Linked DNA regions of Mus musculus: region 2 is linked to region 1. A link is a contact called in public Hi-C data. All regions are on one chromosome and are shown on one strand. Each heading gives the region's core, a stretch centred on a gene start, on an enhancer-like site or on the middle of the called end of the contact. The rest is flanking DNA. Distances are from core to core; before and after follow the strand shown.

What was found. Hi-C and Micro-C count contacts between places; a contact is called where the count stands out from the background.
Region 2: a Hi-C map of cerebellum shows a contact between it and region 1, with 1.7 times the contacts expected there. The contact joins two enhancer-like sites. A contact is called at or near these places in 3 of 39 promoter capture datasets (the 3T3-L1 cell line, cranial neural crest and liver), 1 of 15 datasets of contacts at CTCF or cohesin (large pre-B cells), 7 of 484 Hi-C or Micro-C datasets (the G1E-ER4 cell line, the N1E-115 cell line, Sertoli cells and 4 more) and 3 of 115 datasets of contacts at active chromatin or transcription factors (embryonic stem cells and stem cell-derived neural progenitor cells).

The regions. Positions count from the first base shown.
Region 1 is chr8:10,758,726-10,764,954 of GRCm38.p6, forward strand. The region is part of intron 2 of Gm39129 (a long non-coding RNA gene); the gene reads left to right. Among named protein-coding and RNA genes, the nearest start is that of Gm32429, 15 kb to the left of the region's middle. Within about 2 kb of position 2,281, at least 126 of the 459 cell types and tissues checked have an H3K27ac peak or open chromatin away from gene starts, as enhancers often do. A contact at or near this core is called in cerebellum, where this site is marked.
Region 2 is chr8:11,181,397-11,187,625 of GRCm38.p6, forward strand. No RefSeq gene overlaps it. Among named protein-coding and RNA genes, the nearest start is that of Gm15418, 3.2 kb to the right of the region's middle. Within about 2 kb of position 2,300, at least 28 of the 459 cell types and tissues checked have an H3K27ac peak or open chromatin away from gene starts, as enhancers often do. A contact at or near this core is called in cerebellum, where this site is marked.

The sequences.
Region 1 (6,229 bases), core at 1,031-3,530:
CATCCCAACTTGCCAAAATACCCACTTACCAACCTCTTCAAATAAAAGCCTCTATTTAACCCTAGAGCCATCTGGGAAAGGGCAGCCTAAGAAATAATTGCTTTGTACTTTGAGAGCAGTTGACTTCTCTATTTTCTTATGTGGAGATGTGGGCTTTACTTTGCAAGGAAAAAAATCATTTATTAGTTTGATGTTAAAGACAGAGAAATGATTAACATTTCTACAGAGCATAGATAATAGTTTCCTCTTGGAAGTAAATTATTTTATGATAGTTATGTTTCCATTGGATTAAAATGAATTCTCCTTAAATTACTCAACACCAGCTGATGTAACTTTAAATTTTTATAGGTCCAAGCTCAAAGGCAGCAACTTCTTAGCTCTATTAACAGTGATGTTTATCCATTCCAAACCCTTATCTGGAGGGATAATTTCTGAGCAACAGATGTGTCTTACAGTTTTTGCTAAGAGCCTATTGTGCGGAGACTGACACTGTGTTTGTTATCTGTTCGCCATGTCTCTCCCATTTCTAGAGACCTACCTAGATTTTATTTTCAACAGTGACCTTAGATTATGTATCAGGCATAGCATTAAGTGCTGAAGCTGACAAAACACAGACTGAAATAGACCCTTGGCCATTCTTGGCAGCCATGCACAGCTTGTGTTCAATACCAGGGGTCAAAGCCTCTGTCCTTTGCTCAACTTGACCCTGTGAGGACCAAGACAGAATGGTGACTGAGGGCAGGGACCACTTTTTCCATACACAGTCATGTCACCTCATTTCCCTGGGATGTCTTCCTTATGGACGTAAAGACTGCTGAGAGAGAGGCGAATGCTTTTCCTGAATGGCCAGTGAGCATTCTTTGCAAAACACAAAGCCTGATGCAGCACACTGGTACCCTCCTGACTCTGCTGTTACACACAGCTTCCTGCCCACTGGAGAGCTTGTTTAACCAGGGCAACATTCTGAACAGGGCCATGCACCATCTCTCGAAAGACCTATGCATATTTTTTTAAAAGTGTCTTGAAATGACAGTGAATGAAACAGGAAGCAGTTTCCCTGTACTGAGGGTCTGGCTCTGAGGAAGTTTGGTGTTAAAAATATGCACTGTTTTATACAAAGTAGCACATATCTTTAGGTCTCTGGTTAACTTCCATGAACACAGCACAGACCACGTGTCTCAAATTTGTGTCATCTTTAGACAAAGACAATTAATTGCCCTGGTCTATTAACAGAGGACCCTGACACCAACTGAAGCAATTACTGAAATTCAGGTAGACTGAAATTTGTTCTCGCTGTGTATAAGTGAACATGTGACACTCATTGTTCAAAGGCAGGTCCGTGCTGCCTTGAGCTTTGTAGTACATCACCAAAAAAGGGACCAACTTACTTTCCCCTGTGCTCTTTGCAAACCAAGATCTACACAAATTAAATGCATACAAACTCATGCTAATACCTTCAAGCAAGCAGATGTATGCAGAAAGAGCCAATAGATACGAGGACCATACAAGGAGCACTTCCTCTGGAGGGAACAACAGAGCCAGAGTCTCAACTCAGGGAGGCTGTGAAGGGTTTGTGCTTTAAAATGAGGAGCCATGTTGTTCTACAGTTTTCATGTTTGCCAAGTCCACGACTTGAAAATACACACCCTTCCCATGAGCGTTCATTCCCACGCATTGTTTTAAATGCAAGATCCAAGGCCACTGGGTTGTTGACAGCATCATTGTTTAGATTCTGAGTTTAGCGATTCTGCGTTTGAAACCTGACATCTGAAACAAATTGTGGAAAGGGAATTTCTTTGACTTGCTTGAGAAACAAATCCTGTTACAGAATTGTTGACTTTCTGTAATTGCCTTTAAAACCCCAGTGGAAGGCTGTTACACTGAGCTCATGGGTGACGTGTAGAGAAGTGCAAGACACACACATACACACATGAATACACATGCACAAGAACACAGACACACTCATACACATGCACACACAGAAGAACACACGCATGCACGCATGCACGCATACACACACACACACACACACACACACACACACACACACACACACACACACTGGCTGTGGACCTAGCTCACCCTGCTAATTACCCTGCCTGCACGGACACCGCTGTTCTCTTATTTTCTGCCTTCTCCGCCTGTGAGGCCCCTCAGCAGGGTGGTGCTTCAGGACTGTCTGGCCTGGGAGACCTTTCCGTCTGGGACAGTACCATTCTGTCTAGACGGGGAGAGCCCATCTGCTCTGCCGGGACTCTCAGTGCCAAGCGCACCTCCCTCCAGCCTCTGCCAAAAGCTTCCTTTTGAGCACTGTGAGTTGCAAGAACAGGCTGTCAAAACCATCCCTCCAGTGTGGCCTGTGCTTCCCTGCTTCCCGCCACTGGGCCTGCTCCTGGTTTGGCAGAGTCCTTTGTCCTCTTCAGCTTATGCCTTTGCCAGGGAGAGTGACAGCCAGGAGCAAAGGCTGCTCTCACCATCTCCCTAGTCATTTGTGAGAGCAAGCATAGTGCCTGCAAGGCTGGGCAGAACCCCCCTTCCGCTCTCCCCCTCCCTCCCCAGCTGTTTGCAAAGGACCGGAGGCTCCTCCTCAGAGCGGCAGAACCAGGGTTAATGCTCAAGAGAGCTGGGCAGTCCAGGGCAGCTCTCAGCTAGGCTGCTGTAAACAGAACCTCGGTCAGACTCTTAGATGTGCTGGGGCCTTTCCAAGACCCGTTAGACATCTAATAGAAACGTCATAGTCCACATGAAGCTTATTACTGCGCAGACGTGAGCCCCACAGTTCAAAGGTGCTGCTTCAATTTAATGAAGGGACTTAGTTCAGTAAAAGTTTATATGCTGCAAGTTTTCCAACTTGTCTGCTCCGTCTTTATATTATGGGTTATTCAACTCACCATAATGAAACCTTCAAAGAACTCAATCGCCCCGGGGCTGGCAGTCTTTCCAGATCAGACACCTCAGGACAAATAACTTTGGCGCTTTCTAAGCACATGGAGTGATGGGACTTTTATTCTGTTTTTCATTGCTCGGCACAAAAATCCACAGCTCCTTTTCCCAGGCCTTTAGGAAGGCCTATCAGGAAAGGGGCAGCAGCCTGCTTTCTTTGGTGAGGTCATGATTTTCCCTGTCGCAAGAAACTGTACTTCGAATGGACCGTGGAATGTGTAAAGAAACTCTGATACAATTCCTGGCAAGCAGGAAACAAACTATCACTCGATGGCATTGTCATCCTACAATGTTCAAAGAGGCCTCTTTGTTATGCCTCTTATTACTTAGGAATAAAAGGGGGTTACCTATATTCTTCTGTGGGGAACGTATAAACCCTAGGGTGCCCTTTATTCAGGCACAGTGGCGAGGTTGGCATTAGAAACCCAGCCTGGCTCCGCCCCTGTGAAGGGGCAGAGGGGAGGACAGCTTCTCAGCCTGCATCCCCACCAAGCATGCTCTGCGCAGCTCTATCAAATGGTCTGCGCTGTTACACCTTTGACCCATGGGCACTGTAGTGAAGCAATTGCTCTTCTTCTTTCACTGACTTATTAAAATATAAGTCACAATAGCAGCCATTCAATACCCATGTGACATTAATAATGCAGAGATGTGGGGACCCAGGATCCTACAGCATGTTAAGATCAACACGAAAAAATCTTAGCCTTTTTGTCCGGAGTCTATTTTCCTTGTTCCTGCCAATTTTTTTTTTTTTTTAAAATCATGTATACTAATCAGTAAAATTCTTTTATAGTTAATTGCTGTTGAGCAACAGCCACAGATAGAACGCTAAACGAGAAAGGGAAAATAATATAAAATGGAAGGAGAGAAGGGAGGTGGGAATGAAGGAGGAAAGGGAGGTAGGAGATGGAGAGGAAGGAGGGAAGAATGGAAGGATGGAGGGAGGGAAGGAGGGAAGGAGGGAGGGAGAGAAGGGGGAGGGAGGGACAGAGGGAGGGAGGGAGGGAGGGAGAGAAGGGGGAGGGAGGGAAGGAGGGAAGGAGAGAGGGAGAGAAGGAGGGAGGGAGAGAAGGAGGGAGGGAGAGAAGGAGGGAGGGAGGGACAGAGGGAGGGAAGGACAGAAGAAGGGAGGGGGAAAGGGAGGAAGGAGATGGAGAGGAAGGAAGGGAGGGAGGGAAGAAGGGAAGGAGGGAGGGAGAAACAGTAAATAGCAAAGCTGCCTTGCACTTCATTATTTCAAAGACCCTGATCTCCCTGTTGAATAAAACCCACAGTCTTCAGGACAATGGTGAGCAGATCCTTACAGAATCAGTCTTTTAACTTTGCACCTGTTGTAGGGTCTTGGAGAAAATACCAATTCAGTTGATAGTTTCCAAAAGAAAGTGTTTCACAGTGTTTCAAGCCTTCAGTGGGAGTTGGTGCTCCTGGATCCTTAGACTGCCTCATCTTCACAACCTGGTCTCCCATCCTGAGAAGCTGAGGTAAAGGATGTGTCTGAGTTCCTGAGCAAGTCAAGGAAGCTCTTCAAAGTCTGCTTAGCATTCTGGAATTCAGGGTGCGTTCTTTCAACCATGCCTTACACAGTGGGATTTCCATAGCTTATCCTAAAACTTCTTTTCTTTCCCCTGGTTTAATAATAAATTCCTCAGGAAATTGCCCAATAACTGCCACATAAGGGAGACAGATGTTCTGAAGAAAAGAGCAGTTTATTTGATTTTATATCTTTGCACATATGCATGGCAAGTCATAAATTCTCTGAGGTGCCGTGAGAGGAAGGTGAGGCTGTGGTGAATTTCAGGAGACCGTGCTCTGCATGGCTGGCATGGATCTGTATGTTCCAAAAGGAAAGAGATTCCAGTGTATGGATGAGTGACAGGTGTCCTACTTCTTGGGCTAACCACAGTGTTTGCAGACACACCTTCCCCCCAAACCTGTTGTCTGTCTTCCCATATGGCTCTGGTCACTTTGGTAGCAGAGGGTTGTGTGTTTTGTTTGTTTTGTTTTGTTTTCTGATTATAAGATTATATATTTGATACAGAAAAATCTTAGAATAAAAAATAAATAGGGTTGGCTACATCGCTCAATAAATAAGAGCACTTGCTGTGCAAGCATGAAGAGCCAAGGTTAAATCCCCAGGACTCATGTAAAAGTTGGGCAAGGTCGCATTATGCCTGGACCATAGGGGATGGAGACAGGATTGCCTAGGCTTTGCTAGAGTGCTGGATTCAAGTCTCTGTCCACATTCACAGGAAGAGTTGGAGGTTTCTCTCCCAGCAACTTCAGAGCTCCCATTTGAACACAGCCACCCCAAGAAGCTGCCTCGGTTTCCCACACTGAAGAAGGCATTTCCTTCCTGGGTGAGAGCTCAGAGAGTGCTGGAAAGGCACATGAGCCTCAGTTGCCACTGGAAAGGGGAAGTCTGTAAGAGATGCACTGCAATAGGAATGAGTCAGGAAGTCCCAGGCAGTGCATGAGCATCTTGGCAGAGAACATTGTGCAGAGCCTATACAACCAGGATGAGAGTTGAACGGCCTGAGCTGAGACCACCATGGGTGAGGTTTTCACTCTCAAGCTTTCCTGGGCACTGTAATAAGGCACAGGCATCTCTCTGCATTATCTGAATCCTACCTATTATGTCTGTGTGTCTGTCTCTCCAACCAAACCATCTACCCATCATTCTCCTGTTTATCACTCTTTATCTATTCATATCTATCCATTCATTCACCCACCCATCCATCTATCATCTATTGATGGATCAATTGATCTATCTATCCATCTATCCATCCATCTATATCATCTGTCATAAATCATCTATGAATTTTTCACCCAACCATCCATCTATTCACTCATTCTAATCATCTAACTACCCTTCATTTGCCCTATCTATCTATCTATCTATCTATCTATCTATCTATCTATTATCTATCTATCTATCTATCTACCTATCTATCTATCATAAGTCATCTGTGTATTTTCTACCCAATCATTCACCTATCCACTCACTCTAATTATCTAACTACCCATCATCAGTCTGTCTGTCTGTCTGTCTGTCTATCTATCTATCATCATCTATTCATTTATCCATCTTTCCACCCACCTATCATCATACCTACTGATCCATCTATTCACTAATCTATCCATCTATCTGCTCATATATCCTTCCATCCACCCATCCATAAAATACATACATAATATATGCAGTATATACATACAAACATACATCCACTAACATATCCATCTGTCTATCTATGCATCAATATCCAATTACCTACCATCCATCTTTCTA
Region 2 (6,229 bases), core at 1,050-3,549, 420 kb after region 1:
CTTGACCTTTCGCTTAAATAAAAGGCAATTGCCGGGCTGTCCCATTATGAATAACAAATAGGACCATTATTTAAGAGGCTGCGCATTCTAAGGAGCTGGGAGGCCATTTTTAGGAAATCTATGGCAGAGGATAGTCTAATTATAACCTAGGCTTATGTCGTGCTCAACCCCAAGATGTCTCAAAGCCCACTGTGGTTTTCTAACCACCTTCCTCCAGAAAAGAAACCATCAACAAAGAAACACACCACCAGTCAGGTGCATTTCCTGCCAGACAAAAATCAGCTCAGGGACATTTGAAATCGCACTTCCTAACAGTAAAAGCAACCGTGCCTGTGTCTTTGGACCAAAGCACTGACACTGTAATAACCCTCTTGGTAAAATAAACCTGGCCTAACATGAACTATGACCAGAAATCTTATGGGAAAGACACCTTGGGTGGAGCTTCTGGCTAAGCAGTGTCCTGTGGTGATTGAATGGAGTGACCCAAAAGATTAGATAAGTCAAAGCCCCGAAACTCAGACCTTGTGCCTGTTTGGAAATAAGCTCCATTCAGAAGTGAATAAGGCGAGGCCATGCTGAAGTGGCACTCGAGGAACCTTGGTCCACAGGTCTGTCAAGAGAGAAGGGAAACCATTCTGTTGGGACAGAGACACGGAGACTCCAGTACGGAGGTGGTAGCCAAGATGAGAGAGTAGAGCCTCTACGAGCCCAGAGAGGCCAGGGCTGGAGAAGTTGGAAGGAGCCAGGAAGGCTCTACCCACCCCTCAGGGGACCTGCTGCAGTGGCTTTGTTCTCAGACTCCTGACTGCAGGAGAGCCCAGTTCACACCAGGGTCATGGGAAATGTACACAGGCACGTGAGTGACATTCCATGGAAATTTCTAGCCTCCAATGAAGCAGAGAACAGAAGCCCTCACACATTTTCTTACGGCAGCACATTAGGTGACGTCAGCAGGGTGACTACGTGAGGAAAAAGGGCCACTTCTGCATCCTACCTCATTGGTCTCTTGGCAGGACATTCACACCTCTGTGCACCACTGCTGTGTGACACTGCTGTTTTGCAGAATAATGGACTCTAACCACAGGTGACTTGAGCACATCTATGGCTGGTCTCCCCAAACCTATCAATGGGACAGGTAAGACGTGTGGAGGTGGAAGGATGTTCAAAGAATCACTAAAGGCACATGATGTACATGCATGCATTCTGCACACAGACGCTCACCGCATGTGAGAACCATGGGCACACAGAGTCACCTGGGCAGCACTTTCCCAGATTCTGGCGGTACTCTGGACACAGATATTAAACTCCATGCCCAGAAAACCTCCACTCACGGCATGCAGCTCCTTCCACACTCACACAATGACGGGGCATTCTGTTGTTCCAGCTGAGCAGCCAGCCCAGCCCTGGAGCCTGCCCTGCAGGGGTTGGTGGACCGTTTCACCCCGGAGAGAACAGACATGTGAGTTCAAATGGTGACTCTAAGCCACAACAATGTCGGCACACCTTAGCTCTGCGACTGTATACTCGGGACCAGAGAGGGCCGGCCGGCCACACATAGCTGCTATTTCCAGTGTTTCACATAGTGGGGTTTGCTTTATTTTCCCACTACCTGTGGAGAGGAGAGATTAGAGGAAAAGCTAGCCAGAGTCACCCCACCATAGGGGTGTCATAAAGCCAAGGCTGACCTCGCTCTTACAGCCTCACCCTCCTAGATTCTGGGTTGACAGTCATATGTCACCATGCCAGGTTTATATGGAGCTCAGTCTAGGACCCAGGGCTTCACCAGCTGCAGGCATCGCCAGCCAAAGTGGTACCTGTAGTTTGAAAGTGTGGCAAAGATGGCTCTGACCTTGGACATGAGACTCAGTATGACAAAAAGCCTGGTTGTTTAAAATGGTTTGATTTTTGGCTTCTTAATAAAATTCATCTTTCAGTTCTGTGCCGTGTGCTAAGGATGGAGGAACATACAGGTGGGACAGAGGATCTGTGAAGAATCACTAAAAGCAAACACACAGGATCCGTGTTTGTTCCTACACTGCTATGTGAACACCCTGGGAAGGGCTTAGCAGGGTCAGACGTTCCAGTCACGAAGACAGATTTCCCTTGGTGCAAAGCATGAAAAGCAACTGGGGAACACAAAGCATAGGTGTCTTTCACCACAAACGGTGAGCTGCAAGCCAGACTCCCTGTTTCTAGGTCAAGCAGTCACTTGGCTGGACAGTTGCTGGCTGACAACGTTCGAACTGTGTCACCAACAGCTCCTGAACACTACCTGATAAGGCAGGGGCAGACTGCAGAATTTACTGGAACACCACTCCTGCCCACTGGCCTATTTATGGAGCTATTTTGACAGCGATGAAGGTTGGCTTCCCAGGGACATGATGTCACAGGAACCATCGGGATCACCTAGCAACAGGACACAAGCAGCGTGTCCAGCTTCTATTTATAACCAGCTCGCTGGCAATGTCAAGAGGTGAGCAGTTAGACCAGCCGGAGAAGCGCGGGGTCATTGGATTCTTCTGGAAGCCACAGCTGTTACTAGAGTTGACAGAGGGCACCACAGCCCAAAGCCTCACCTGTCACACTTGGTCCAAAGTGTCTTCCATAGAGCTCCAGTTTGTGCCCAACACTACAGAGTTGTGCAAGCTTCTCTCTCCCACCCAGCCAGTCATTCCAGGCACAGCGTCCCAGGCAGACTCTCGGGGGAGGCTCTCAGGGAACTGAGGAGGGAGCTCACTGTCTCAAGGGTAATCTGGGTAGATGGACACCGTCCTCAGTGGGCTAAGATCCACCTTCTCCTCTATCTACTGCAGATGCTCATTCCTTCCTACTGGAAGAGCCCTGGACTTATCATTCCCACCTCCATTGAAATGTGGCCTTTAAAAAAAATGTATTTACTTTTTAACTTATTCACTTTACATCCCATTTACGGCCCACCTCTTGGTCACCCCCTCCCACAGCCCTTCCCCACCTCCTCTTCCCTTCCCCTCTGAGTGGGCGGGGACCCCCTGGGTATCCCCTGACCCTGACACTTTAAACCTCTGTGAAGCTAGGCGCTTCCTATCTCACTGGAGCCAGACAAGGAAGCCTAGCTAAAAAATACACATCCCACATACGGGCAACAGCTTTTGGGATAGCCCCCATTCCAGTTATCCCAGACCCACATGAAGACCAAGCTGCACATCTGCTACCTATGTGCAGGGAGGCCTGGACATATGTCCAGACAGTGTATGTTCTTTGGTTGGCAATTTAGACTCTGAAAGCCCCAAATGTCCAGCTTAGTTGATTCTGTTGGTCTCCTGTGGAATTCCTATCTTCTTTGGGGCCCACAATCCTCCCTCCTATTCTTCCATAAGGGTCCCCAAGCTCCATCCACTGTTTGACTGCGGGTGTCTACATCTGTTTGAGTCAGTTGGTGGGTGGAGCCTCTCAGAGGACAGCCATGCTAGACTACTGTCTGCAAGGATAACAGTGTCATTAATAATGCCAGAGATTGGTGCTTGTCTATGGGATGGGTCTCAAGTTGGGCCAGTTATTGGTTGGCCATTCCCTCAATCTCTGTTCCATAGCCAATCCCTGCATTTCTTGTGGACAGAATAAGCTTTGAGTCAAAATGTTTGTGGGTAGGTTGGTATGTTCTACCAGGGTTCCTGTCTGGAGATGTTGCCTTGATTTGCATCAGGATCAAAGGCCACTGATGTAGCCTCAATGTGACATGCCTTCAGTATGTTGTGAGCATGAGCTCTTGGGCCTCAGCTGTTGTGTGACAAGGTGTGGAACCTTTTGCATGTGAAGTGTTCACCAGCAGATGAAGGGTTATAATCCGGATAGCCACTGAGACATGAACAGCCTCTGCTTCTACCACCACAGCCACAAGCAGCTCTCAACACCAGGCCCTCAAGACCATCTTGGCTCGTGCACTGCTACAGTGCTGTTCGGTAAGACCCCAGTCTTTATGATGCAAAGTTTCAATTGTACTTCACACAATCATTATGTCGGGGGAGGGAGGGGTGCACTCACCATGTATACACGTGTGAAAAACTTGCAGTTAGTGTCAGATGTCTTCCTCTATAGATCTCCATCTGGGGTGTGTGTGTGTGTGTGTGTGCGCGCGCACGTGCGTGCATGTGTGTGTGTGTGCATATGTGTGCCTGTGTGTGCATGTGTGTGTCCAAGTATGTTTGTTGTTTGTTTGTTTGTTTGTTTAATGAGATGGGGTCTTACTGCAAAGACAAGACTGGCCTCAGACTCCCAGCAACCACATACCTCTGCCTCGAGTGCTAGGACTAAAAGTGTGTACGGTCACGCCCAGTCCACCACCTCACTGAATCTGGAGTGACTGTTGTTGACTGCTTAGACTGGTTGGCCAGGGAACCCCACCCATCTGCCTGTCTCTAGTCCACTAGTACTAGGATTATAGATGTGAGCTGTCACACTCTGGGATCCAAACTCCAGCCCTCACACTTACCCAGCAAGCTCTGTCCCAACACCCATCCTCCCAGCCCTTCCCACACACTTCTGTCTAAGAAGTGCTGATGCTTACAGAGCTGCCAGCCATGATGGACAGAGCAAAGGAAAGAGCAGTGCCCAGAGGGAAGGTCCCAAGGCCACACCCACCTTGTGTCTCCCCTTCCTCCTCTTAGGGCCCTGGATGCTCTGGGGCCCAGTACCAGATGAGGCAATGGTGAAGAGAAAAGATTTCTCTCCTTTGAGCCGCACAAGCTGAGCTGTGCTCTGCACCTGCCGAGGTGTTCTGGGGTCTCCGATACCTGAATCTTCAAGGTTCTGTGGAAAAGTTTGTCAGAACTCCCTACTGCCAGGTCCCCCACTCTGGACAGCCAGCCCTGCCTTGTCCTCACAGATCATATTTCCCAGCTTCACTGGGCTAGAGCCCCCTTCCCCAGAGGAGACCCTTGTGCAGAGGGCAGGTGTGGAAGGATAGATGGGGGGTGGTGCATAGCCAGAGGCTAAGCCCACCTGTGGTACAAATGCATCACCTCTAAGAATGATGAGACACTCACAGCGGGAGCTGGTGAACCGGCTCCGTCGGTAAAACGCTTACTTTGAAAACATAAGGACTTGAATTCAGATCTCCAAGACCCAAGTCAAAAGCTGGGCATGGTCTCTCTCTCTCTCTCTCTCTCTCTCTCTCTCTCTCTCTCTCTCTCACACACACACACACACACACACACACTTGTAATATAGCACTGGATGGTAGAGACAGGAGAATCTTGGCGGCTTGCCCAACAGCTAGTTTAGACAATCGATGAGCCTCTCCAGAGACCATGTCTCAAAGGAGAAGATAGACACTGATAAAGGAGACGCCCAGCAGTCGCTTCTGGCTTCCATATATGCACACACACATGCATAGACCACAACACACACACAAACACAACAATGTCCATTTTCTTGGCCTCTGGTGTGGCAAGCACCCTTCTCCTGTAACCAGAACATCTGTTAAATATCAGCAGATTAATTGACTGATAGAAAGTTCTGACTATAGAGAACCCAAACTACCTGGGCTATCTTCAGCCCCCGCCCCCCTTATAATCTACTAATGCCAGCCTAATATCTGATCTAACATCCGGCATCCCTGGGACCATTTGGTGAATCTTTCAGATGCTATTTAGCAAACTCTCAGCTTCCCTGGCACCAGAGCTAAGAATATTACCAGATAGCATCTGAAACTGACAGCAGAGAGCTCCCTGTCCGCTATAACCCCTACCAGATGTCCCCAGCAGCATTTGTAAATGCACTGATTTATTTATGGCTTTGTTTTGGTTTGTGACTACTAAAGTCACCGGTCCACAGCGGAACATGTCGTTCAAGGTAACATGAATAAACAAATCCAGGTGCTGGCTCATCTCTGCACTCTTTGCACCAGGAGCTGTGTTTGGCATAAACACTTCCCTCTCTCGGAGTCATACCATGAGACCCTGTGCACTGATGCTGTGGGTCCGTATTCCCAAATCCTTCTCCCCTGGGGAAAGGGTCCTTAGTCCCTTGGGCTCCTACTCAAGTCCTACCAAGCTGTTGCAAATCCACATTCCTCTTTTTCATGCAAAATGAAATTACACCCAACGCTCAGGAACGTGCCTCCACTGCCGCTGTGATTTCTCCCAGAACTCCCCACTCCTCACCCTTCACACAAGGCCAGGCCAAGTCATCCTTACTGTATTCTCACTGTACTTTCACAATTTTAATTCACAAACCCTGTTCTGTTTCTTCT